5 separate regions of the Mus musculus genome follow, and regions 1, 3, 4 and 5 are each linked to region 2. The links are chromatin contacts, called in public Hi-C and HiChIP or PLAC-seq maps. All regions are on one chromosome and are shown on one strand. The core of a region is the stretch at or near the end of the contact, and the rest is flanking DNA. Distances in the headings are between cores, read along the strand shown.

Region 1 (5,137 bases), core at 2,361-4,860, 180 kb before region 2:
TTTTTTCCCCCTTTTCTTTCTTTCTTTTTTTCTCCCTGCTAGGGCCCCTGAGTTTGGGTAGCGTCGAACCATGGGGCTTATGATGTCAAGAATTAGCACAGATTTGCCTAGTGATGGACTCTCACAAACACAAATTCTTTCCACTGGCCTCTTAGGAGATTGCGTTTGGTGAGTCATAAAATCTTGGGGTCTTTTAGCCCTTGGAATGCTACAATTCTTGGCTCAGCAGGGCCCAGAGTATATGTGCTAGCTCTTAGATGGTTTCTGGCCTTTCCTTGTTGCTTGCCTTCCCTTCCCTATGCCATACCCCCTTTTTCCAGCAGGGGGAGCCAGGCCCTCGAGGAACAGGGAGCCCCAGGTGCCTTTGCTCATCTGCTGTCACCTCAGTTTGGGTAGTGGGTAGGCTCAGGAGACTTGAGGGTCAGGTTTACCTAGAAGGTCCACCCAGCCCTAGTTTGGCCCACCAGGCCAGGTATTGAGCGAGCATGTCTGCGCTGTGGTGTTGGGGCGTTGGGGTCTCCACAGGGTGGTCCCGGCTGGGACGCAGGGCCCCTGTGAAGTATTAGGTTCCTGATTCTTCCCGGATCAGCTTTCCCGAAGCAGTCGTCCTGCTGTGAACTTAACTCAGCTGGACTCTGGGGCTTCGGGGGTCTTTTTGATTTTTCTGAAACCCTAACCCAGTCTGGGCACATTCCTGAGGGTTCGTCCTGCCTTCTCCACTGTCAGGGTCTTAGTTTGTGTCTGGGCTTTGGGCATCTTATCTGATATGAGGCTCCACCCTAAGCGCTGCTCAGTACACTCGGTGCAGATTGTTACAGGGTTGTGGGTGGGAGGCGGGAGGAGGCGGAGCAGGGGGCCCTCCGGGGCGGGCAGGAATCTCCCACTGTTCAGATGGGGAATTCTGACTCAGGGAGGCATGGTGGAGCCCTGGAATCCTCAATTCGACATGCAGTAGTGGGTAAGGTGCTTATCCTATGGGTGATTACAAGCACTTGCAAACACACGTTCAGTCAGCAGGCTGTAGGTGTTAGGATTGGCTGGGTTCCCCCCACCCCCCTTGAGAGCCATGTTCCTCACTAGCGAAGAGGGGGCAGGGAGATTTTGGCACTTGGCATAGGGTAATCTGTTCAGATATTAGTCCTTGAGGCTTCAATCGCCTGAGGCCAGCTTGCTGGGTGGGGGTCGGGGACTCTCTGAACCCACTTTGGCCCAAGTCCTTTCTTGAGGCCAACACCCCAACACTGGTTTCTCTGTGGGAAAAGCTGACTGGGGCCAAGCTCGCTCTCCAGCCAGTTTTGTGGTAACAGTCACTGGCTGGGAATCTGAGGCAAGGCTGGCTGGCTGGTGGTGTATGCCCATGTGTGGACATCATAGCTACAACCAGAAGCAGATGGGCTGAGGGTGTAGCTCAGTTGGTAGAGCGCTTGCTTCCCAAGCACAAAGACCCCGGCTTCCCGACCCTAGCACTGCAAAACCAGACGTGGTGGTGTGCGCCTGTAATCCCAGCCCTTGGGAGGTAGAGCGAGGAGGATCGGACGTTCAATAGTGGTCATCCCTGACTGCACAGTGAGTTTGGGGTCAGACTGGGATATATGAGACTCTTTCAAAATAAAAAGAGATGAATCAGGGAACACAAAGCCAAGCTCCTCTCTCCCAGGCTGCGGAAGTGGAGTCGGGTTTGTCCGTGTTGGAAAGTAAATGGCAGAGTCTGGGCTCTCTTGGAGTCCCGAGGGCTCTTCCAGGGGCTTGCTGGAAGCTCCTCTTTTGATTTGATGGCTGAAACTGACTCTTTTTTTTTTCTAGAACACTGGTTCTCAACCTGTGGGTCGTGACCACTTTGGGAGTTGAATGACTCCATTCTCAGGGGTTGTCTAAGTCCACTGGAAAACACAGATATTTACATCATGATTCATAACAATAGCCAAGTTACAGTTATAAAGTAGCAATGAAAACATTTTTATGAGCTAGGTGGTAGTGGCGCACCCCTTTAACCCCAGCACCTAGAAGGCAGAGGGAGGTGGATCTCTGTGAGTTCAAGGCCAGCCTGGTCTACAGAGTGAGTTCCAGAACAGCCAGGGCTACACAGAGAAACCCTGTCTCAAAAAGCCAAATCAAACCACAACAAATGGTTGGGGGTCACCACACCGTGAGGAATTGTGTTAAAGGGTTGCAGCATTGGGAAGGTTGAGAACCACTGCTCTATAATCTAATGGTAGTCCTACTAATCTCTGCTTGGTAGCCTCTGTGGCTGGACCTTAATTCCATGCCCTACACTCACACCAACTCATGCCCCACAACACCTCCAGATGTTTTTGCGCTGCACTGTTGAAGCTGCTACGTTTTGGAGTGACCTTTCTCTCAGCCTGTAGCCTCCCCCTGAAAGCCCACCCTGATAGCCCATCCCATCTGGTTTTCTCTTGCCTCATACGCCAGAGCTGGATTCCTTTGTTTTCTGCGCCTAAGTGACCATGTTCGGGTGGACCCTGGTGCGGGGAAGCCAAGGCTTGTGGCCCTTTCTGGAGCCGTGGCCCTGAACCAGTGTTTTACTTTGCGGGACCGAGGTGGACAAAGGGTTTTCCAGGCCTGCAGCACCCAGCCTAATGCTCCTGTTTTATAGATGAGAAGCTATGGCCCAGTGAGGAACAGTCTCTCCTGGGGCCCGTGGCCCTAGTTAGTGACAGAAGTAGGTTACATCTTGTCTTTTGAGTGCATTTGCACCTCTCCCTGCCAAAGGTCTTCCTCTGGGAACTGTCCCTGGAAATGACAGGCACCTGGAGAAGCAAGGGTGGCATTGGGGTGGGTGGTGGTCTCCGGTGGGAGTCCTTCAGCAAGGGGTGGGATCTATGAGGGGGTGCAATGTTAGTGAGTGCCCACAAGGGGGCAGCATAGACCTCTCAGCCATAGAGAAGGTGGGCGCTCTGGATACTGGAAAGGGTGGACTTGAGGCCCAGCTGGTAAGTAGATTGTATAAGTGTTCTCTGCTACTCTTGTGTCTGCTCAGAAGCAGTGGGTCTAGCACTAAGGATGTCACTATTGACCATAACTTCTTTCCTAGAGATAAGGTCTTATGTGGCCCAGGCTGGCTTTGAACTCACTAAGTAGCTAAGGATGCCACTGATCTTCTAACCCTCCTGCCTCCATTTCTTGAGTACCGAGTTTACAGTCATATATTACCATATCCGGTTTATGCAGTGCTGGGGGGTGGAACCGAGTGCTTTGTGCATGCCAGGCAAGCGTGCTACCAACCTACCAGCAAGACACCTTCAATACCGGCTCAGGAACAGGCCTGTTGATTGCCACTAACAGCCCATTGTGAGACTTCTGGGGTGGGTGGCACAGCTCCGTCATACTTAACTTGGCCCCGAGTGGCTCTTCCAGGCACACTCTCCCAGAGCAGCTGGCCCCACTTCCATGGTGCCCTGGCCCAGGTTCACAAAACAGCTTTCTTTCCTCAAGAAACAAGCTTGGGCTGAACAGCCGGAAGCGGTTCCTGATGCTGGGCAGGTGGGAGCTAGTGCTTGGGGGGGCTGGGAGTGGGGAGATGGATGGGGGGTGGAGCCAGGAAGGGATTAGTAACTAGGCAGCAGATAGCTCCAAGCTGTGTGCCCATGTGAGCGGGCAGCCTAAGTGGAAGGCGCTTGGCAGCAGGGCCTACCACTCCCTGCTGAGCATTGAGGAGTGGGGGGAGGACGATGTCTTGTAGTTGAGAAGTGAGCAGGGCCTACACTCAGGACTGCCACAGTGACGGTGTCTGTTTGGTACCCTGAAGAGGAGACAGAAGGTCTGGATAGCACCCGTATTCTGGAAGTAGACATGTAGAGTCCTACGGCTTTACACGAATACTTTGGGCACTAGAGGGTGGATGGGCAGATGAGCTGGCTAGAAGACGCCAGCCTAGTGGCTTAAGGCAGGAAGCCATCTGACGGAAACACTGACTGCCAGGCCTCGTGGGGCTCTGGGGTGGTGGGAGGTGGGCTGGGGAGACAGTTAATCTGCAGAGCATCAGAGAAGCTCCCACCAGAAGGTGACCTTGTGTGCTGGGACAGCTGCCATCCGCGCTGGGTGTCTTTGGGCCATTAAGGGATGGCCAACGGGCCGCTGTTTGCTGCTTTGTGGGAAACTTGCCAATACTTGCCCTGTGTCCAGGCCCGCTGTCCCTACCCCAGGGACAAGCTTCCTCTCTAATCCCTTCCTTCCCTCTGCTCCCGGGTTGAGAATAGGTGAAGGACAGATGACAGGCTGAGCCACGATGGTTTTGCTCACTGCAGGGTCTTTTGCTGGTGGCCTGTGGCCTCAATCTTCCCCCATGGATAGGCTCCTCAAAGATGCTCACCAGACAAAGGAAATGGTCCTGAGATGAGCTGTCTCTGGGATACCCCTTCCTCTTCTAACAGTCTTATCTGCAGCACACACACTTCCTGCCTCCTTCTCCTCCTCTTCCTTCTCTTCCTCCTTCTCCTCCTCCACACAAAAGAACTACTCACAGTAAGTCCGAGCCCTTAGCACAGGAGACAGCATTGTGTGGGGGAGGGGGTTACATTTGTGGCTGAATGGGGTCCACGGGCCACCACTTCTAACGTGGCTTACTTAGCCAGGCACTGTACACGCAACGCAGAGCTGAGCCAACCCAGTGCCTACGCTTCTCTGCCTGTGCTTCTGATGACCCTAGGCTAAGAAGGCTACATGAGCTTCTTTGTTTGTTTGTTTGATTGCCTCCATGAGTTTCCTCAGCCTGGGCCTTTTGGATCCTGAGGGGCAGGGGGAAGAGTCCCTTGCAAGAGCATTAAAGTCATTTGGCAGGTCCCAAAGGTGCCAGGATCTTTTTCTTGGAACTTACAGAGTACAGGGGTCATTTTATAACTAAAGCATTTATTTCCATTCAATTCACTAACCGATTGTTCTGCTCGGATTCCCTGCATTTGCTCACAGGGGAGCCTGCGGCCAGACCCCTTGACTGATGATGGTGTTCCTCTGGCCAAGACCTTCAGACCCAGGCAAAGGCCTCGGGGAAAGAAGGAGTGGGAGAGAGACAGAGAGAGACAGAGAGAGAGAGAGACAGAGAGAGAGAGAGAGAGAGAGAGACAGAGAGAGAGAGAGACAGAGAGAGAGAGAGAGTCACGTGGTCTCCCGGGGTACC
Region 2 (4,857 bases), core at 30-2,529:
TACCTTGTCAACCGTGCAGCACGCTGTAAACCACGGAGAGCAAAGTACTTCATAAACTGAAGCGACTGGCAAACTGTAGAGCACAGTACACGTGAGAACCATTATTAGGATTCACGCCTGGTCCTTCCAGCCCGGCCATTCCTGGTGGACACACCCAGACCCCCACTAACAACTTTTCCTCCAAAGCCAGCGAGCTGCGACCACCTGGCAGCCACTCCCGCCCCCGGGGGGTCGGGTGGTACCACAGCGCGAGGCCTCGGGGAGAGGCCCAGAGACCCAGGCCAAGGCCAACAACACATGGCAAAGCATCTGGTCCGGTCTCTGACGGCAGCTGGAGAGTTCTCGGGGCTCCAGACTCCACGCTGAGCTCTGTCGCCCACGGGGCGGTGGCCCGCGGAGGTACCCGGAGAACCCGGCGCGCAAGAGTGATGCCCATCGCCCCATCCCCCGCTCAGTCCTGCTGGGGAGGGGACCCCATTGTACGCCGCGAGCGACCGGGCGGGCACGGACGCGAGGGTGGGGGACACGCGCGCTTCGCTCCACTCCACGGGTGCCCCTGCTCTTCGGGTGGCCCAGGCTGCATCCAAGGGGGCGCGGCCAGGGATCCCCAATCCTTGGCGCGGCCGCGGTGCCTCCCTCGGAACGCTCCCTGCCAAACTTTGCAGCACCCACTGCGCGCCGGGCCCGCGCCCCTGAGCTCGGTGCCGAGGCATTGCCGGGCTCTGCGGGGATGCGGGGACCTCGGTGGCGGGCGCGCAGTGGTAAGACCCCCCAGCCCTGGGCGGCGCTCACCCGGCTGGCTACAAAGCCTCGGCAAGATGGTCCCTTCGCCTCCTCCTGGCACAGTCAATCAGCGCCCGCCGCTCGCCCGGGCGCCCGCGGGGCCCCGCGTCTTTCCCAGCGGTGGCCGCCGGCCACACCTCCCCGCGGCCACCTGCGCCCGGCACCGGCCCCCGGGCAAACTTTGCGACCGCGGGGCCGAGTGAGGGGGCGACCCGGGGCCGAGGCGGCCGCTCCCCGCCCCCATCCCCGCTCACCTTCCACGGCGGCTAGCAGCGGCAGCAGCAGCAGCGCGGCCCCCAGCCTGCGCACGGCCATTGCTGCGCTGCCCGGAGCCTCCGGCCGCGGCGCCGCGGGGACCCCCGGGCTGGAGCGCGCGCCCCGGGCTCGGGGGGCCGGCGGGGAGCGGCGGGGCGCGGCGCACACACACACGAGCCGCCGCCGCCGCGCAGCCAGCAGAATGAGCCATCCAGCCCGGGCAGAACGGGGACCCGGGCTCCGCCAGCGCTGGGCACGGCCCACCTGAGCCGCGGGCGTGGGGGGAGCCGGGGTTGGACTGCCAATCCTGTGCCTCTGCCCGGTGCACCCACGGGTTGCACCACGCCCGAGTCATGATCTTCTAAATCTTTTGAGTCCCTTCGGATGGGGCAGCAACCGTGTTGGAGCATCGTGACCCCACTCACCCGGGTGTCCGGGACCCCGGAATCCCCCCCGCGCAGCAGTGGTCTCTCCCGGCGCTGTGGCTCCTCCAGATAAAGCAGCGATTTCAGCCCAAATGTTTCTCAATTTTTATTGAATGCTGCAAAGCCGAGATCGTCTGGCGCGGCTGACAGGAGCAGAGAGAGGGGACCCGGGGCGGGGGGGCGGAGAACGAGGAAGGGGCTGCCCAAAGCCGGGGGACTGGCCCTACCTGTCAGGACTGGGAGTGCCACCCCCTTGCCTGAGCCCTGCCACCCGCGTCCCTGCGGCTTCGAAAGGGACTGAACTGCAATGAATGAGGGGGGGAAAGAGGGGGGAGCTGGGAACAAAACAGGCGGCTTTCCCAGGCTCTAGGGTTGGGCTGGGGCCTCTGCCTGGGAGAGTGGGCCTTGGCGCTCGCCCGCGGGCCCGGGGTTCTCTCTGGCAGGAGTGGCGGGCCCTGGCAGGCAGACCCCGGGCCTTCCCTCCTTGCCTTGTTGTCTTGCGCGAGCCCACCGGCCCCTCCCCGCGGACCTTCCCAGCCGCACATTGTATTTCTCCTCTGTTGATCTGGTTCCCGGTGCAGTTTGCGAGCAGGGGTGTGGAGGAGGCCCGGGGGTGGGGGGTGCCTAGCGACAGCCCCTACTCCACCCCTCGGTGGAATGGACCTGTCTGGGCTGCTCGGTTTTGTGCATAGCTGTCCCTTCGGGGAGGACACAACCCCTTGTTCCATTTCTGCGGGCCCAGCCTGCTCTGACAGCCTTCATCACCATCATCATTAGCGGGCTTGCTGAGACCGGTGGTGGGAGGACTGGAGGGATCCTGCGGGAACCACCCAGGCAGGGCCCCTAGCCTTTGGGACCCGCGCTCCTGAAAACACACTTAGCCAACAGCACTGGCCATGATCATTGCAGTGGGTGGAAGAATGCTTTAGAGAGACAAGCTGTTAAAAGTCCAGTGCAGACCTCTCCAGTCCCTTTGTCCCACAAACTAACAAAACGTCCCAGAGATGTCTTCCCTTCAAGGCCCATCAGACAGACTGTCCTGAGACACCAACTGAGGTTTGGAAATTTGGGGCACCCTTTGAAGCATTGAGAGTCCATCAGAAATGAACCTCAGCCTGGGAGGCCACCTGGAAATGGTGGGCCTCGAAGGTTGCAAAGGAGGCAGAACAGAAGTGAGCCGGGGAGAATAGAAGACAACAGGGAAGATCACCCTCTCTGCCAACACCTTCCACTCCGTGTTGCCTGCAGACTCCTGCCTGGGGTAGAAGTTAATTGGGTGCCCTGGCTTTTTTTTTTTTTTCTCTGTTTCTCCTCATCAGACAAACCAAGGGGCTTAGGATTTGGTGGACTCTGAGCCTTTTCTCCTCCATCCCTGGTGTATACAGGTGGCCCCTCCCCATTTCCAGAAACATTTATGGGCCATCTATTACATCCTGGGTGGATTCAGCTCTGCTTTCTTTCTATCCCCTGGGGACCCTTGTCACCATCCACCCACCCCTAGCAATTGCTTCCTTCTTGATTTAAAATCCTTTTTGATTCAAAATACAAATACTAGATTTTAGCATCCTTTGAGAACCCGGGTACCAGGGATGAGGCTCGGGGCTGTTCACGTTTCCAGATTTTCCTCTCCTCCATTGTCACAACTCTGGTGGCAGGTGCAGGCCATCTCAGGTGATGAGACTGAGGACCAGGTAAGTCATCTGCTCAAGGCCAAATAGCGCATCGGAGCTAGGATTCAAGCAGTGTCTGACACCCACACTCATCCCTTGGGCCTTGCATAGGTCCATAGAACACGTTTATTCAGTTAGCCAACTTCCCACAGTCACTGAAAACCTTATCATTAATTGATAGCAGTCTGGACTTTTACCTGGCCAAACGCAAAAAAAAAAAAAAAAAAAAATCACTGTAGCAATAAACAAAGCCCCGTATCTTCCCCATCCCGTTCTCCCTCCGTGTTGTATGATTCCCCATTTGAGATCCTATAGAAAGGCTGAGTCTTGTCAGCCATCCAAGGCCTTCCTCTCTGCTCTCTTGGCAACTGCCTTCGACTCCGCCTTTGTCCCAGCCAAACCCTATCCAGCTTTCTCTGCTCTGTGACCAGGATTCCACCTCATCAACCCCTTACTAAGTGCCTTCACTAACTTTGGCCTCTTCGGGACTGACACCCATTTGCTTAGGATTTTCCGGAAAGATGATCACGGGTTCCCTTGCTGGGGCCTGGGGATAGTTTGATTATCTTCAGTTTGCATATTGCCTCTCAAACCCCCAGCATATTAGATGTTTCCTAATGGGGAACCTGCCCCTCCAGGTGTAGCAGAGGCTGGAGAGTGAGCTTTGGATCCAGACCCGGTCCCTCACTGCACAGGAAGAGACGGCTGGAAGCTTCATTTGTCTAATGACAACAGCTCCCCGCATTTGCAATCACGCTTTAACAGTTTACAAAGCAGTGTTCACACCCATCCAGTCGGCTCATGATAATTCAACGAGCGGAGCCTCCCACCCCCAGCACCAGCCTCTAGAAGGGGAAAGCGGGATCCAGAGAGGGAAAGGTACTTGCCCAAGTACTCACAGCACTGTTAGCTGTGCATCGCTGCAGTCATAGAGAGAAATCTGATGACCTCACTTGTCTGTGTCTCTTTCTGTCTCACTTGATTGACAAACATGAGTTGGGCATTGCCTACGTGCCAGGCACTGGGGAGGCAGGAATGCAGCTGAGGACCTGTTAGACAAGACCCCGCAGGAGTCCCAAAGGGGGACAAAATAATCAACAATGATCCAGGCCAGGAAGACAATAAAGCTGGGTGACAGAGCGCTGAGTGACCCTGGGGGTGGGGAGGGTGGGGTCAGAGAAGCCTGTCTGAGGAGGGAGTATGACAGCTGAAAGCCAGGCCAAACAAATGTGGGGACGGGACCTGCTGGGTGTTTCCTACTTGTCGATACCTTGTCTCCCACTGTCTTACCTGCCCAGTCACTGGACTGATGGGAGCCCTTGGTCACGTGTGGATCAGAGCACACCTCCAACCACTGCCGAGCTGGAGGATCTGAGCAGATACTTGGCTATACCTCTGTCCCTGCCCTCTCTTCGCTGGGTGACCTCAGGAAAGACCTTCAGTTCTCTGAACCTAAGCAGGAGTGTTTCTAATTCTACCCATACAGAGCTCATAGGTCAGCACTGCCCAAAAGAAATCTAATACCGGCTCATATGTAATTTTAAAACTCTAGTAGCCATATTAAAAAAAAAATCAAATGAAGGACTAGGGGACCTGTAGCTTAGAGGTACACCTTGCTTACTCAGCATGCATGTGGTCTTGAATTCTTCTTCTTCTTCTTTTTTTAAATAAGGAGTTCCTAGGTTTTTGGTTTTAAATTTAATTTAATTTATTTAATGTGCATT
Region 3 (4,747 bases), core at 299-2,798, 210 kb before region 2:
ATGTGTGTATATGTGTCTGTGAGTATGTGCTGTGTGTGTATATATGTGTACGTGTGTGTGCTGGTACATGTGTGTATGTGCATGTTTATGTGTATCTCTGTGAGTATGAGTGTATATGTGAGTGTGTGACTGTGTGCAAGTGTATATATGTGTGCATATATGTGTGGCTGTGAGTATGTGTGTTTATGTGCTAGTGTGTGTATGTGTGTGTTTATGTGCTAGTGTGTGTGTGTATGTGTGTATATATGTGTGTGTGCTGGTGTGTTTCTTTGTATGTATGTGAGTATGTGTGTGTATGTATATGAATGTGTATCTGTGTCTGTGTGTGTGTTTGATCTTTCTTGTTTCACAGGTATAGAACCTGAAGACCAATTCTCCAGTAAAATACCTTTAAAGGAAGAGCAAGCTGGGACATTCCATGTACACCTTCTGCCATCTAGTGGTGATTTGCTATATGACATGGTGTGGATTCTCTTCTAGCTGAATTGGAAATAATCCGGATTTACAAGGGAGAAACACCTGCCTCCAGAAGCTGGGTCAACTTGAGTATCCAGGAGGAGTGCCACAGAAGACAGTGGAGTCATTGAGACATGGGTGGGTCCCCTAAGGGAAGTCTTGCAGGCCCTTGCAGTAAACTATCTGACTCAGATCATCAGTCCTAGCTTTGACATGCCACCCCCCCACCCCCCGACGACCTCATAGTCAGTCAGATGGAGATATAAGGAAGGCTTTGGGGACCAGGGGAGGGGGACCTGTGTCCTGTGTTCCAATCTTAGCCCTTGCTCTTCCTGGGAACTTTGAATATCAGCTCCTTTGGATGGATGGAAAGTGTGACAAGCTAGATTCTTCTTCCTGCAGTTCCTGTGCAGATCAAAGACACAGACAGCCTGTAAGATGGCTCAGTAGGTAGAGGTGCTTGCCACCACGCCTGATGACCTGAATTCAATCCCTGGGACCCACACAGTGGAAAGAGAAAACCACTTCTTGCGAGTTGTCCTCTGACATTCCCGAAAATCTAAGTCAGTCTTAGATTTTCTTAGACTTAGAAAAAAAATCTAAAGTCAGCCTTTGGACCAGATTGGGAGTTTGATACCAGAGCCAAGTCATGAGTGCCAGCCTTGGCAGAGCCAGCCCCTCCTAGGGGCAGGTCACGGGCTTCTGCCTTAGAAGCACTCTCCTACTTAATTAGCTGTAGTCATTATTGTCCTCATTTACAAAGAAACCGAGAGAGTCTCACTTCCAGGTAACAGTGGCTCTCCTGGGCACTTAATAGAAAGGCTCACACCTGTGTTCTCAGAGGTGACTGGTGAACTGGTTTGAGCTTGGAAAAGGGTTCTAAGGGCCTGAGGGTCAGATCCTGGTAGCTGTCTTTTGTCACCTCTTTTCCTGAGTTTCTTCATGCCCCCGGACTATAGCTTCTGTGGTCACATGGCATAGATGTCCGGCACTCTGATACATCTGCCCAGCTTCCCTGCTGCCAGGGCTCCTGGGAAGCTAATCCTCTAGGCAGAGGACAGCGAGGGATTAGAGCTGGAGAAATGAGGGCCACATCTGTCACGGCTGCTGGCAGTTTGGGCAAAGCTCATGCTGAGCGTTCAGGAAGACCCTTGAAACACAGGGATCCCGGTTGAAAGAGCTGAATTGTGGATTCCATTAGATCCTTCTGGAAGTAGGTAAAATGTGAGAGTCTGGGGCCTGGCAGATGGTTGTGGGGGAAGGAGCTGGAATTAGAGGCTGGTAGATTTGGGGTAGGTTTGGTGCCCTCCTTCAGGTTTGCCTGAGATAGAAGGGGTTCTGGGTCTTCTAGTGCAAGAAGCAGGATAGTCCTGGACAATCAGGCACTGCGAATCAGCCAGGCTTCTGAGCTTGGGAAGTGGGGTCCTCCTTCCCCACCATCCTCATTTTACCCCCTTTCTAGCTATTTTCTGTCCCTTCTTCTCCCAGGACATGTCTTTATTATTAATTTTATGTGTATGTATGTTTCCCCATTTATGCTTGTATCATGGGTAGGTCTGGCATCCCTGGAGAGTGTCAGAACCCCAGAAACTGTGGTTATAGATGGTTGTGAGCTACCATGTAGATGCAGGGAATTGAACCCAGATCCTCTGAAATAGCAGCAGTGCTCTTAAGCTCTGAGCCATCTCTCCGGGCCCTGTCTCCCCACTGCTCCCACTTCTTCTTGCCTTTGCTTCTCTTAGTTTCCTGTCCACAGGGTTTCCTGCGCTGCAGGCCAGAATCCTCAAGGAGCTGGAATCTTCCATGCCCTAAGGAAGATGAAGACTCGGGTGAGTCCCAATCAGGAAGTCACACATTTTCTTGGTCAACATCCCTAGCTCCTCCTCAGCTGCTTGCTCAGTGACTCTGCCCTCCTTCCCACCCTGGCTGCTTCACCTGCTTCCCCACCGGAGCCTCTGCTCTTGCTTGTTTCTCTCTGGAACAAGTAAAGCAACTATGACAGTTGAGCTAACACTTGTTATTGTAACACAACTTGTTTGCCAATCGATCCATGCTTCCTGCACAGCTCTGTAGGGGCTCACCTGAGCTCTCCCGGGGGGAGGGGCAGTCTTCTGGCTTCAAGAGGTGAAGTCATTTGTCCAGAGCTGGAAGGTGCAGAGCTGAGCTCAGGTTCTGTTTGTTGCCCTTTCCAGAGTGTTATACAAATGATGCTACAATCCGTCCGCGTTTGAGAATGGTTTATTTATTTCACTTAGCACAGTGCATTTAAGATTTATACATATTATTATATATATAGATACTCTATTCTTTATGTTGCTATGTAACATTCGATTGCATGGACCTATGAGTCATATTTTCATTCATCATTGAAGGATATTTGGTTGGTTCAGGCCTTTGAAAAGTTATAAGTAGCTAGGAGATGGCTCACTTGGTAAAGTACTCAAAGACCCAGGTTCAATCCCCAGTACTATATAAAAAACCTGAGGGGCAGTGGTTCGTACCCTCAATCCCAGTGCCGGGGAGGCAGGGACAGGCAGCTCTTTGGAGTTCTCTGGTCAGTCGGCTTCCTCTAGTCACAGAGCCTCATGTTCCAGCTGGAGATCCCGCCTCAAAAAACAAGAATAATGGAGAAAGGTATCTGATGTTGACTTTTGACTTCTATATGCACACACGTACACATGCATACACACATATGTACACATACATACACAATGCACATGTGCGCACATACACACACGTACACATACACATGTGCGCACATATACACATGTACACATGCATACACACATATGTACACATACATACACACATGCACACACACATGCACATATATACACATCTATTCATACACACATGCACACATACACATATATTTATACACACATACATTCATACAAACATGCACAAATACACACACACACATGAACACATATACACATACACTTGCATACATACATTCATACAAACATGCACACATGAACACTTACACAATGCACACATGCACACACATACACACATGCACAAATGCACACATACACATACATTCATACATAAATGCACACATACACACATGCTCACATGTACATATACACTCACGCACACATACACTTATATACACATGCACACATACATTCAAACATACACACACATGCACACATACACACATGCGTGCATACACACGTGCATTCATAAACACAGAGAAAAATGTGTTTTCACAAACGCTTAGTTACCTGGTACAGCTCCTAGACGCTCTGTTCCCACAGACAGCAGGCACTATTCGGGTACCAGCTCCAAGAGGGTGGAGATCCCTCCAGCCGGCTCACTGCCTCACCCCAGAAACCTGGTACAGCTCCGGGTGCCTAGTGACTGCTCAGGAGAAAGGTCGGGGACAAGGAAGGGAGCTTTCAGATGCAAGTCACCTTGTCAGATGTAAAGGGCGACACCTGGGATTCACTGCTGTTATGTGAAATTTCCTGGGGAGACTCGAACAAACGCTTAGTTACCCCAGAAAAAGCATCAATGACAGACCACAGAAATGACCCCACCCAAGTGTTATTTAGTGAGCTAATGAGTGTGTGGCGTCACACACAGGACTGGGGGTATCCTGGTTTCATTTCTGTTCACCATATGAGCCTTCTCTACCTGTTTGGGAAGGGTGGCCTGGTGAGATGTTCACCACAGTGAGCAGTGCCCACAGGCTGGGAGCTTCAGGCATGCCCACTTAGGTGCTCTGTCTGTAATTCTGATTTTTTAAATGTATTTTTAATGATGGTTCTTATATGGTTTAACGTCCTTGTAGCCCACCAGAGGTAGTGGAAAAGAATGGATACGGGGAGAGGGAGACGGGGGGGGGGTAGATCTGTTTAGAAAGGTTCTTTGGAGTAACTCCCATCTGTGTTGCCTGGAAATTGGCAGTTCAGTTCACAGGTTAGCAGGCAGTTTGATCCACTCGCAAAACACTTCATGGATACACCAGCAGTAGTCCAGTTTGGTAGAGTCGCGATAGCAAACACGAATCAGCAGACATGGCACCTAGCAAAGACAGGCAGGCCTCGGCCTTGGCACGAGTCAGCAGGAAGGACAGGAGGGGACACCAGAAGTTCTCAGCTGTGCCTCTCTCAGGGAAATGAAGATCAGTGAAGATTCAAGACCCACAAGTGTTGCACAGCTACTTCTATAAACAAGCCCAGCTCAGCTCCCATCACTGTCTGTCGAGTCCTATTTATACCCTCCAAACATCACATGTCCTCCATGGGTCTTGCCTCAGCACGTGCGTCTGTCTCAGCTGCCA
Region 4 (5,099 bases), core at 1,394-3,893, 210 kb after region 2:
TGTTGTTGTTGTTGTTGTTTTGGAAGCCGCACTGTCCAGACTGTAAGAGCAAACAAAAGCACTCTGGGATGCACCAAGCCACCCAGCTCTGAGCTCTTGGTGTGAAACAAATTCCCGGGTATTTGTTTAATGAATCCTCAAAAATGTGTATATTTACGAACCTATGGATACATGAAGCTGTGGCATTGGCTAGTAGCTGAGGCCACAAGATCAAGGTGTGGCATGACTCTTGTGGACCTCACAAGCTTGCAGGAAAGACAACAGACGGAACACAGCAGGGCATGATCTGTTTATTGCGGCTCCACACTCCCTATGCATAAACCATGTAACACCAGCCATCTCCCCCTGGGTAAAATGTTAATCCTAACACTATCTGTGTCACAGGCTGACAGTTCATATTAAGCCTTAGTGCCAGTACCTGGCACAAAGAAATTGCTCAGTGAGCGTTAGCTACTTATTTAATTGCTAGGATGCTATGAGATAGGTATCTGAAATTATTCATTCTTGCCAGACAGGCAGGGTGATGTACAACTGTAATTCCAGCATTTGGAGGCTGAGGCAAGAAGATCTCAAGTTAAAGGTGAGCCTGGGCTGCACAGCAGGCCTTTTTTTTTTTTTTTTTTTTTTAAAGAAGGAGAATTATTTCTGTGCACCTATACATTACCGAAGCCCTTTGAAGAATTTAAATTCCACAAAGAGGCAAAAGTCGTGGTCCTCTTGTGTAATAACACATTTCTAGGAATCATACCTGCACATAGTAGAAGCACCTGAACAACTGATTAAACTCATGCAAGCATAGGTGTAAAAAACAAAAAAAACCAAAATAACTGTTAAATGGGTCATGGATAGCTGGGCGTGGTGGCGCACACTTTTAATCCCAGCACTCGGGAGGCAGTGGCAGGTGGATTTCTGAGTTCGAGGCCAGCCTGGTCTACAAAGTGAGTTCCAGGACAGCCAGGGATACACAGAGAAACCCTGTCTCGAAAGAAAAAAAAAAAAATTGGGTGATGGAGCTTGGCAAGAGGCACACGCCTGTAACCTCAGCACTTGGGAGGAAGACTGGAGGAGCAGGAGCTCTAGACCAACCAACTGGAGATATGTGTGTGTGTATATATATATATACATATATATATATACACACACACACACACACGTACATATACATATATATGTATACACATACGTATATACATGTGTATATACACATATATACATAAATGTGTATATATACACACACAAATACATATATGTATATGTATTTATTTCCAGGCCAGCCTATATATATATACATATACATATATATATATATATACATATATATACATACATATACACACACATATACATATACACACACACACAAATACATATATGTATATGTATTTATTTCCAGGCCAGCCTATATATATATATATATATATATATATATATATATATATATATATGTATATATATAATATGTGTGTATACATATACACACACACAAATACATATACGTATATTTATTTATTTCCAGGCCAGCCTGGGCTACATGAGGTCTGTGTCAAAACAAGCACAAGACAGAATGGGAACCTGTCACCGAAGAACCATGTCTACATTGAGCATAATTTATGCCAAGCACTGAAAATTTGCACTTCCTAACCCTAACCCTACATTGATTGCTTAAACAGCTATAACCCACACCAAGATTTGGATACAATTCCAAGGAAGAGCACTCCCAGAGGGAGAAAACTTACAGTTTGAGGTAATGTGACCTAGGCTATCATACAAGGGGGATTTCCCAGCGACAGCCTCACATTGCCAGCCCTATAAGCTAGCACACCCTAATCACACTTCACGTTTTGTGCAGGGAAAATACACTGCAAAGCTACGTAGAGACATAAAATAGATGGCCAATTGCACACACTGGGCGGGTGATAGCTTTGTAAGGAATGAGAGACCACTAGCTTGACGGCATCATGGAAGCTAGTCACATATCGTGTCAACTGTGCCTCGGGCCAGGATTGGCAAACTTCTGTAAAGCGCCGGAGAGAAATGACTCTGGCTTTATGGACCTTTCCATCAAAGCCGAAAAGCAGCCGGGGCAACTGCGCGCACTCCCCCGCCCCGCGGCAGGCGAGCGGCCGGACAACCCGTTAAAAAGAAAACAAAAAACGACCATAGCTGCGTCTCCGTGCAACTTCACTGCTGGGAGCTGAAGTTTTATTTCCCACGACTTCTATTTCCCCGCAACTGTTTTACAGCGGATAAACAAAAGCTGAGAGCAGAGATGGGAGGGAGCCCTCTGGGCCGGGGCGTCCGCAGCACAGCCCGGGAGCCGGGGAGTGAGGGCCGCAGATGCCAGGCAGTGTCCCGCGTCCTTCCACGGGACGCAACAACCTAGGCTGCGCCCGAAGTGAGGGCTGTTCCCGGGGGCCACGTCCCGAGGACAGCGGACGGCGGCGGCTGTGACCGACGCGAGCCAGGCGGAGCTCGCTCCGCGCATCCCCTGCGTCCCCCAGGGGTCCTGGGGCGCCCCTCACTCAGGGAGTCTCGGGAGCCTCCGCCGCGACAGGGGTCTCCGCGCAGAGTCCCAGCGCCGTTTCTATGGTTACCTGCTCAGCACCGATTCAAACTGCCGTTCTTTATTGACAGCGCCATTGAGGACACGAACACTCCTGCCCGAAGGGAACAATAAAGCTTTCTCCATTCAACAGCGCTGGAGACGCCAAAAGGCAGCCATCTTGGGGCCGGGGAAAACGCCGAGGGCCGTAGCCCGGATGTGCGCACGCCGTAGTCACGTGCTGGGGGACGGTCTCGCGAGAAGGCTGTCCCTGCATCACGTGCACGCTTTCTACCAATGGCAGGCTTCCAAGTTTGGAACCTGGTCTGCTCTTGACCTTTGACCTTCGCCTCACAGTACCTTGGGAGATGTTTCCTTAGCATGTTCCATAGCATGATCCATCCCTTACCTAGCCACTTCTGAGGTTTGCTGCGAAGAGACGACAAAGATTTCTTTCCTTCTTTTGTAACAAACAGTCATGTGCAGGGCGAGAACGAGACTGATTTCTGGACTGGGCTTGGTATGGGTGTACACGGGGTTTCTTTTGCCATTATCCTCTCACGTTTTAACCTATAGCACCACACGCTGGTTATGAACCCCGAGTCCAGTGTCCTGGCAGTCAAATGGATGTGAATCGGATCCAGTTAACATGAGCCCCATTGGCACTGGTCATGAGAGCTGTCCCTGCATCACATGGAGACCCATTTGTCCGAGATCCAGGCTTCTCGTTGCTATGTCTAGCTCCCAATGTGATTACAGCTGTTCCATGGGCAATGACAATATTCAGTCGTCCCCAGCACTGTCGCTGTCAGCTCGACTTGATGCAATACCTTTAAAACAGAAACCGAACCTATGGAGCAGAGCTGTCACTCAAATTTCTGTCATCTAATACTGTGACTGCAGTTTGCAGCTACTGCTGAAGATAAATAATTAGAACACTCTGGGTCATTAGAGCACTCTGGGCAGCTGTTCTAGTTAATTTTTGTTGTGATAAAATATCCTGAACCCCCTCCCCCCCCAAAAAAAAGTCTAATGAGTCAGGCTTAGTGACCCATCTTTTAATCCTGGTGCTTTGGAGGCAGAGGCAGGCAGATCTCTGAATTGTGAGGCTACCTTGATGTGTGTGTGTGTGTGTGTGTGTGTGTGTGTGTGTGTGTGTGTGTGTGTGTAGTTTCAGGACACCCAGAGCTACATAATAAGACCAGGAAGAAGGAGGAGGACCAAGGGGGGAAAGATTTTTTTCAGCTTACAATTGCAGGTTAGTCCACCACCTTGGAGAAGTCAAGGCAAGACAAAGACTTCAAACCACTAATCACACCACATCCATAGAGCAGAGAGAAGTGAATGCATGCATGTTCTTGCTTGTGCCCAGTTGGATTGCAGGCACAGTTCAAGACTCCTTGCCTGGGGAATGGGGCCACCCACAGTGGACTGAGTATTCTGACATTGGTTTACTCAAGATACCCCCACACACACACACACACAGGGACCAAACCAATGTAGACAATCCCCTAGGGAGACGCTTCCCAGGAGATTCTAGGTTGTGTCAAGCTGACAAGGTGCCACACCATGTTCCCTGTCGGTGGTTTGTCAGCACTCGGCCACTACCTTCTTGCCACAGTCAAACCAGTATCTGATAGGGCCCTACCAGGTGCACGGTCACCTGGCCACTGTTACCCACACAGATCACCATCAGCATCAGATTTATCATTTCCGTAGCCTCTAGACTTTCACCTATGGCTGTTGGGAGGACTGATCCCCCACTTATAGCAGGAGCCCCTCCCCCCCAATGTAGAGCTGACAGGTTTAGGAAATACCTATGACAGTGCTCAGCACATAGGTGCTCCACAAGTAAGTACTAAATTATAGTGTTTTTAAAGAACAATGTGGCTACTGGCCACTGTTCTGCATAGAAATGGAGGTGACTTGCATCTCAAGCAAGTTTTAAGCACCTCTGCTAAGCCAGGTTCTGTATTACACAAGGATTAAAAGGAGGGATCACAAGAAAAGAGGCCACTATGCATACATAATTTTCGTGACAGTGGTTGCAGAGAATAGGTTCTTTTTCAGTGCTGGGAATCAAACCTAGATCTTGCAAATGATAGTCACGGGCTCTTCCACTGAGCTACATCTCCCAATCCCAAAAGTAGGATATTTGAAAGCTTCCCCCGCCCCTTAATTTAAAAGGAATATATGGTATCAAGCAAAATATCTCAGCAGGTAAAGTCACTTGCCACTAAGCCTGATAACTTGAGTTTCTTCCCTGAAACCTTGTATACGAAAAGAAGATAACTGATACCCACAGATTGTCCTCTGACCTTCACACACACTGTGGCACATGTCTGCCCCCAGGCAAATAAATAATACACACGTGGTGAAAAGACCACATGGCCAGGGAGATGAGGCAGTGAGTCAAAGCTCTTGTCACACAAGCCTAACCTGAGTTCCATCGCCAGCACCCACGGGGAAGGACAGAACCAACTCCAGGTGAGTTGTCCTCTGACCTCTATATGTGTGCATTCACACACATGTATGCACATCATACACACATAATTAG
Region 5 (5,033 bases), core at 2,152-4,651, 160 kb before region 2:
TGGCCTGCTTTCTGGTTGGCACAGGCAACTGGTTGGACTGCCCCCCCCCCCGCAATTTGTGCATTTATTGGCTCACTGGTTGGTGGGGGTGGTGCTTGGTGATCTCCGCTTACCTTCTGTCATGGTTTGGAAGTACATCTTGCCACTGTAGCGCCCATAGCCTGCAACGGTGCGTGCCCGCACCTGGAAGACATAGATGGCGCCGGCTTTGAGGCCCTGCACAGTGACTGTGTTGGTGGGGCTTTTTATGGCCGTGGCGTTGTACTCACTGAGCTCCTGCTGGGGACAGAGAAGAGGGTTAAAGAGTGCTACCCTTCTGCTGCTCTTTGCAGCAGATCCTCTCTGGTGACAGGTCACCCAGTCATGCCTGTGTCAAGTGACTCTACAACGCTTCCCATGGAAGCAGGCATATTTTTTTTTTCTGTCTTGGCTCTGGACAGGTGACCTGCTTTGGACTTTGGAACATTCTAGTAGGCATGAGAATAAGCACGCTGCAGACTTTACGTGTGCCTGATGATCTGGCTCGGTTTCTATGCTTCCGCCATCTGCCAGGACAGGGGCTAGAACCAGGTTCCCCTGAACAAGACCTTGACCCAACTCTAAGCTGAAATAGGGCTGTTTGATTCACAGACGCAAATCTATGTTGTATGCCAGGGTGTTTGTGAGACTGCTTGTTTCGCAACTTTATCTCAGCAAGAGCTGACTAGCACACACGTGTTGAGTGGCTGCTGTACGTAGACTCGAAGTTCCTGAAACAGCAGGTTGGAGATTCATCTCATCACTCAATCCTTGTCTGCACACGACTCTGCCCTGGGCCTCTTTTGTCTGTTTGTTTTGAGACAGGATCTCATGTGGCCCAGGCTGGCTTTGAACTTACTCTGTAGTTAAAAAAAAAAAAAAAAAAAAAAAAAAAAAGACTGGCTTTCTGATCTTCCTGCTTCTGCCTCCCGAGTGCAGGAATTCTGGGTGTGCGCCACCATGCCCAATTTTACGAGGGCGCTTTGCATTTTAGGTACAGATAATGACATTCAAGTTCATACCTTGGCTAGCGGCTGCCTTGGGGCTCAGAACTAGGCTCCACGTGGAGCCGCTTCTAGTGCCCAGGACTTTGGGCACACAATGTTCTTGTCTTAGAGAGAGGCAGACCACTATTCTGTCTTCCTGGGTGTTGCTCAAGGCAACCAGAAGACAACAGGACAAAGATCCAGCTAAGCAGTGTGACAGGGCTAGACCCAAGTGGTGCACACATAGACATCTGCCAGACACTTAACAAGACTTCCCTGAGCATCTTCCCTATTGTACTGAGCCTTGGCTGGGCACTAGGGTCCTGTAGGAGACTGAAATCTAAGCCCCAGCCTCAGAGCTCCAACTAGAACAGCTAAAACAGTTGTGGGGATTCAAGCTCTCAAAGAAGGGGAAGCTGATGCACAGCTCTGGACCCCTTTCCAATAGAAAGATACCCAACCACACAAGCAGATTAAGTTTACATCTCAGGCGCATAGAGTCCCCAAGTGCATCCTGAGAGCGGGAGAGTAACATCATCCCAGGCATCGATGTGAGCCTGCTTTCAGATGTTACCGTGACCTCCTTAACGTCTCAGTGTCTCGTAGCAGGATCGTAAGGGCTGCCTAAGAGGGAAATTGCTGGGTATGAAGTGCTCACCAGGCAGGGGAGGAAGTAAGAGTATGCTAAGGGAGAGACCTGAGCTCACTGGGATCCGCGGTAAAGTCAGAACGCTCCCTGGATAGTGTGTGGGGGTGGGGTGGGAGTGGGGGTGGTGAGGGCTCTGGAATGAAACCTTAAAGAACAAACAGGAGCCATGGGGTGGAGAGAGAGGGTCTTCCTGCACAAAGAGCAGCAGGTGAAAGGCCAGGGTGTAAAGAAGAGCTTGGGATACAAGGTTGCAGAAGACAGTGCTCCTGTCATGTCACATGCTAGGGAGCCAGGATGGCTCCTGCAGGGCAGCCAGAAAGGAGGCTATTTTTCCTCTGCTCTCTTTCAGGGATCCTGTTGGATTCCCCAGCTGTGTGTGTTTTTCCCTCCTTGGAGCTCCAAGAACATCATCCCCTGAGATGCCAGAGGGAGGCCTGCCATGCCCCTCGCTTTGTGTCGTCGTGACTGTCAGTGGGGGTTGCGTTTTATTTTCCCATATCAAACATGGAATTTGCCCAGCTCTGTGAAAGCCGACTCCACCGAGGATCCCTCATGATCCACACCTGCCAGGCTCCCCTGCTACGTCCCCACGGTTCCCCAGCCACCCCAGCTTCTGATCTCCCGGGCACATAGCGCAGGCTGCTCAGATAAACACACAACTTCTATTTTATTCTAGTTTTTTTTTTGGGTGGGGGGGTTGACATAAGAGTTTCATGCAGCCAGAGATGGCTATGTAGCCAAGGATGACCCTGAACAGATAATCCTCCTGCCTCTACCTCCTATATTCTGGGATCACAGACATGTACTATTCTATCCAACTTACATGGTGCTGGGGGTAGAACTAGGGGCTTTGGCATACCAGGCAGGCACTCTACTCACTACATCCATGGCCTCAATGAATATATTTACAAAGTTATATGTATTTGTGGGTGTGCAGGTCAGAGGTCAACAAGAGTGTTGTTCTTCACTTTTGTCTTTTCCTTCCTTCCTTTCCTCCCCTCCCCTCCTCTCCTTCTTTGGAAACCGTCTCTCACTGTCCTGAGCAATCAGGCTAGGCCGGCCAGCCCGCAAGCCACAGGGATCCACCTTCTCCTTCACCAGTGCCTGAATTTTATGTGTGCTTTGCTGTGTGTAGTTTGTTGTTGTTTGTTTATTTGTTTGTTTGTTTTTTAACATGTGCACGGGGATGGAACTCCTGCTTATACTACAAGCAAGCACCTTGCCAAATGAACAGTCTCTCCAGTCCTGACTTTGTAAAATAACTATAGCCTATGCTCTATTTGGGGCATACATTAACATTTTCTTCATTCAAATTTAATCTGGGGTTCCATGTTTTATTTATGTCTGTGGATGCGGTTCAGGGCCTCAGGCATGTTGGGGGAGTGCTCTATCACTGATATATATATATATATATATATATATATATATATATATATATATGCCTCCTACTATGCTCTATCACATCACCCTCATTTTCTTGGATACCAGGCTCTTGGCCAGGCTCCCCAAGTCACAAGTGTCCTTTCTTTCTCCATCTCAAGGCTCAGCTCAAATGGTGACTCTGATGGGGACCTTTAGGATGTCCCAGCCAGGAGCTGTAGGTACAAAACCTCTTCTAATGTTCTAATGTGCATACCCATCTTCTCTGAGGATAAGGGCCACACACTATCTCAGTAGATAGGTGCTCCTTAGTGACACACAGGCCAATCTAGGGTGCAATTCCAATACTGACCAGTAGGTGCCGCTGTGCAACACGCTATCTACTCCACCACAAAGGTTGGCATTCACATTCTGGGTTGGTGCCACCTTGGGACGCTTGGGGCTTGAGTTTCTATATATGAGGACAAGAGAGGAAACCCTGGTGTCACAGGTGCCCTGGGGAAGTGAGGAACCAATCCAAGCAGATCATTTCCCTAAAGTCAGGCACAGGATGGAGATAGGACCAGACCCTGTTTTAAATACTGAGTTTTTCTCCCACGGAGTTGCAGTGTGTCCTCAGGATGGGCCCCTTTCCCTTTCTTGAGGCTCGGTGTGCCATTCCAGAAAACAGAGCAATAAATGCCACAGCTCTAGAATTCAATCAGGCAGCACATGGCTCACTGGGATGCTAGAGAGATTGTATTGCTCTAGCTGTTTCTCTGGAGTACCATTGGCTGGGTAATAGGAGAAATGCAGGGAAACCTACCAGGGCCAGTAGGAGGAGACAGAATCAGGCCCCAGTCTGCCTGCCTGCCTGCCTCCTTCCTTCCTTCCTTCCTTCCTTCCTTCCTTCCTTCCTTCCTTCCTTCCTTCCTTCCTTCCTTCCTTCCTTCCTTCCTCTGTCCCTCCCTCCCTTCCTCTTTCTATCTTTCCTTCCTTTTAATTTTGTTGACAGACTCACAGATCTCCAGGCTGGCCTTGCTATCTAAGCGGGAATGTGACCTTGAACTCCAGATCGCTCTGCCTCTACCTCCAGAGTGCTGGGATTACAGGCATGCACTAGCAAGCCTTGACCTTTCTATCTTCAAAGGAAGGTTATCAGCAGTGAGTGCCACTCACTCCTCGTGATCCGGGAAGATTCCATTGAAAATGGCTAGGAACTTTAGCACGCAAATGCTGTCACTGTGCACAGTGGCTCCACAATTGCCAGCTCCCATGGTCATTGCCATCACCAGCGCTGTTAGAGAGTAAGTAGCCTTTGCCATCGTTCACAAGATAGGTGGGACGGCTGAGGTGAGTGAGTGCGGGCTCGGGCTTCTCTGGACAGAGCCAGCTCCAAACACAGTTGGACTCCACAGTTCCCGCTCTCCCCAGTCCTCATGCCCTGTCTGAAATGCTTGCCTCTCTCAGTTGCTGACTGGACATTTCTGTTGAACTGACATTGACATTGATGTCAGGGTGCCTGCATGGTCCAGTGTCTCTGCTCCCAGCTGTGGAGAACGCGAACCCATGGGCTCTGGGAGGTTTTGCTGAAGGAGGCCACCTCCCCAGGGACACTGGGTGGATGGAAACGGCCAGTCTGCAGTGAGCCCGCTGCCATTTACCCAGCAGCCTCAGGCAATGACTGTCAGTTCAGGCTCAGGGAAGGCAGCAGTTCCCTGTAGATCTGGGGAAAGGCCAAGCCAAGGAGACCTGAGAGCCACCACCATTCCTAAAGGGCCTTTCTGGAGAAGCAAGAGAGGAGGAGGGAAGGTGGGAGTGGCCCTTTGATGGAAACAGACCAGTGTTTGTTCTAAAAAGTTCTGAAGTATCGCAGAGAGGGATGAACTGTGGGTACCGGGCAGATCCTAGATACCAGTCAGGGGCAGCCATGGCTTGTCAGGTACACACCTCACTCTTGCAACCTGACTGACCTTCCCAGGTGACTCCGGAAGGCTGAGGCATCAGAACAGAAGTTGATC

The links. A called contact is a pair of places that touch in the nucleus more often than the background predicts. HiChIP or PLAC-seq counts read pairs in DNA pulled down with a chosen protein or histone mark.
Region 1: an H3K27ac HiChIP or PLAC-seq map of the HPC-7 cell line shows a contact between it and region 2, with 19 times the contacts expected there. The contact joins the enhancer-like site here to the promoter of Ephb2 in region 2. A contact is called at or near these places in 20 of 39 promoter capture datasets (the 3T3-L1 cell line, 3T3-L1-derived adipocytes, the C10 cell line and 11 more), 10 of 15 datasets of contacts at CTCF or cohesin (the G1E-ER4 cell line, the NIH/3T3 cell line, embryonic stem cells and 3 more), 74 of 484 Hi-C or Micro-C datasets (B cells, the Ba/F3 cell line, the C2C12 cell line and 30 more), 26 of 115 datasets of contacts at active chromatin or transcription factors (DN3 thymocytes, the HPC-7 cell line, the SCID.adh cell line and 18 more) and 3 of 9 other capture datasets (adipose tissue, liver and pancreatic islet).
Region 3: a contact with region 2 is called in an H3K4me3 HiChIP or PLAC-seq map of embryonic stem cells, with 12 read pairs. The contact joins the promoter of Lactbl1 here to the promoter of Ephb2 in region 2. A contact is called at or near these places in 2 of 39 promoter capture datasets (embryonic stem cells and hippocampal neurons), 1 of 15 datasets of contacts at CTCF or cohesin (the NIH/3T3 cell line), 2 of 484 Hi-C or Micro-C datasets (both in embryonic stem cells), 11 of 115 datasets of contacts at active chromatin or transcription factors (craniofacial prominence, embryonic forebrain, embryonic hindbrain and 5 more) and 3 of 9 other capture datasets (embryonic stem cells, macrophages and pancreatic islet).
Region 4: an H3K4me3 HiChIP or PLAC-seq map of embryonic stem cells shows a contact between it and region 2, with 13 read pairs. The contact joins the promoter of Zbtb40 here to the promoter of Ephb2 in region 2. A contact is called at or near these places in 2 of 39 promoter capture datasets (the 3T3-L1 cell line and embryonic stem cells), 5 of 115 datasets of contacts at active chromatin or transcription factors (embryonic stem cells, memory CD8 T cells, pancreatic cancer cells and 1 more) and 1 of 9 other capture datasets (pancreatic islet).
Region 5: a contact with region 2 is called in a Hi-C map of cerebellum, with 4 times the contacts expected there. The contact joins the enhancer-like site here to the promoter of Ephb2 in region 2. A contact is called at or near these places in 28 of 39 promoter capture datasets (the 3T3-L1 cell line, 3T3-L1-derived adipocytes, the C10 cell line and 17 more), 10 of 15 datasets of contacts at CTCF or cohesin (CD8 T cells, the NIH/3T3 cell line, embryonic stem cells and 4 more), 270 of 484 Hi-C or Micro-C datasets (3T3-L1-derived adipocytes, the AML12 cell line, the AtT-20 cell line and 126 more), 59 of 115 datasets of contacts at active chromatin or transcription factors (CD8 T cells, the HPC-7 cell line, the NIH/3T3 cell line and 38 more) and 6 of 9 other capture datasets (adipose tissue, embryonic stem cells, embryonic tail and 3 more).

The regions. Positions count from the first base shown.
Region 1 is chr4:136,648,756-136,653,892 of GRCm38.p6, forward strand. Ephb2 (Eph receptor B2) reads right to left here. Exons shown (of 16, transcript NM_010142.4): 16 at 1-5,137. Among named protein-coding and RNA genes, the nearest start is that of Lactbl1, 29 kb to the left of the region's middle. Within about 2 kb of position 3,611, at least 45 of the 459 cell types and tissues checked have an H3K27ac peak or open chromatin away from gene starts, as enhancers often do. A contact at or near this core is called in the Ba/F3 cell line, the G1E-ER4 cell line, the HPC-7 cell line and 7 more, where this site is marked.
Region 2 is chr4:136,834,733-136,839,589 of GRCm38.p6, forward strand. Ephb2 (Eph receptor B2) reads right to left here and starts at 1,280. Exons shown (of 16, transcript NM_010142.4): 1 at 1,038-1,280. The coding sequence starts at 1,098. It overlaps Gm31536 (a long non-coding RNA gene), which reads left to right and starts at 1,203. Exons shown (of 5, transcript XR_881502.3): 1 at 1,203-3,154.
Region 3 is chr4:136,621,073-136,625,819 of GRCm38.p6, forward strand. Lactbl1 (lactamase, beta-like 1) reads left to right here and starts at 1,549. Exons shown (of 8, transcript NM_001243262.1): 1 at 1,549-1,669; 2 at 2,213-2,285. The coding sequence starts at 2,274.
Region 4 is chr4:137,046,052-137,051,150 of GRCm38.p6, forward strand. It overlaps Zbtb40 (zinc finger and BTB domain containing 40), which reads right to left and starts at 2,644. Exons shown (of 19, transcript NM_198248.1): 1 at 2,595-2,644.
Region 5 is chr4:136,675,255-136,680,287 of GRCm38.p6, forward strand. Ephb2 (Eph receptor B2) reads right to left here. Exons shown (of 16, transcript NM_010142.4): 7 at 114-276. Among named protein-coding and RNA genes, the nearest start is that of Lactbl1, 55 kb to the left of the region's middle. Within about 2 kb of position 3,402, at least 9 of the 459 cell types and tissues checked have an H3K27ac peak or open chromatin away from gene starts, as enhancers often do. A contact at or near this core is called in cerebellum and embryonic cerebral cortex, where this site is marked.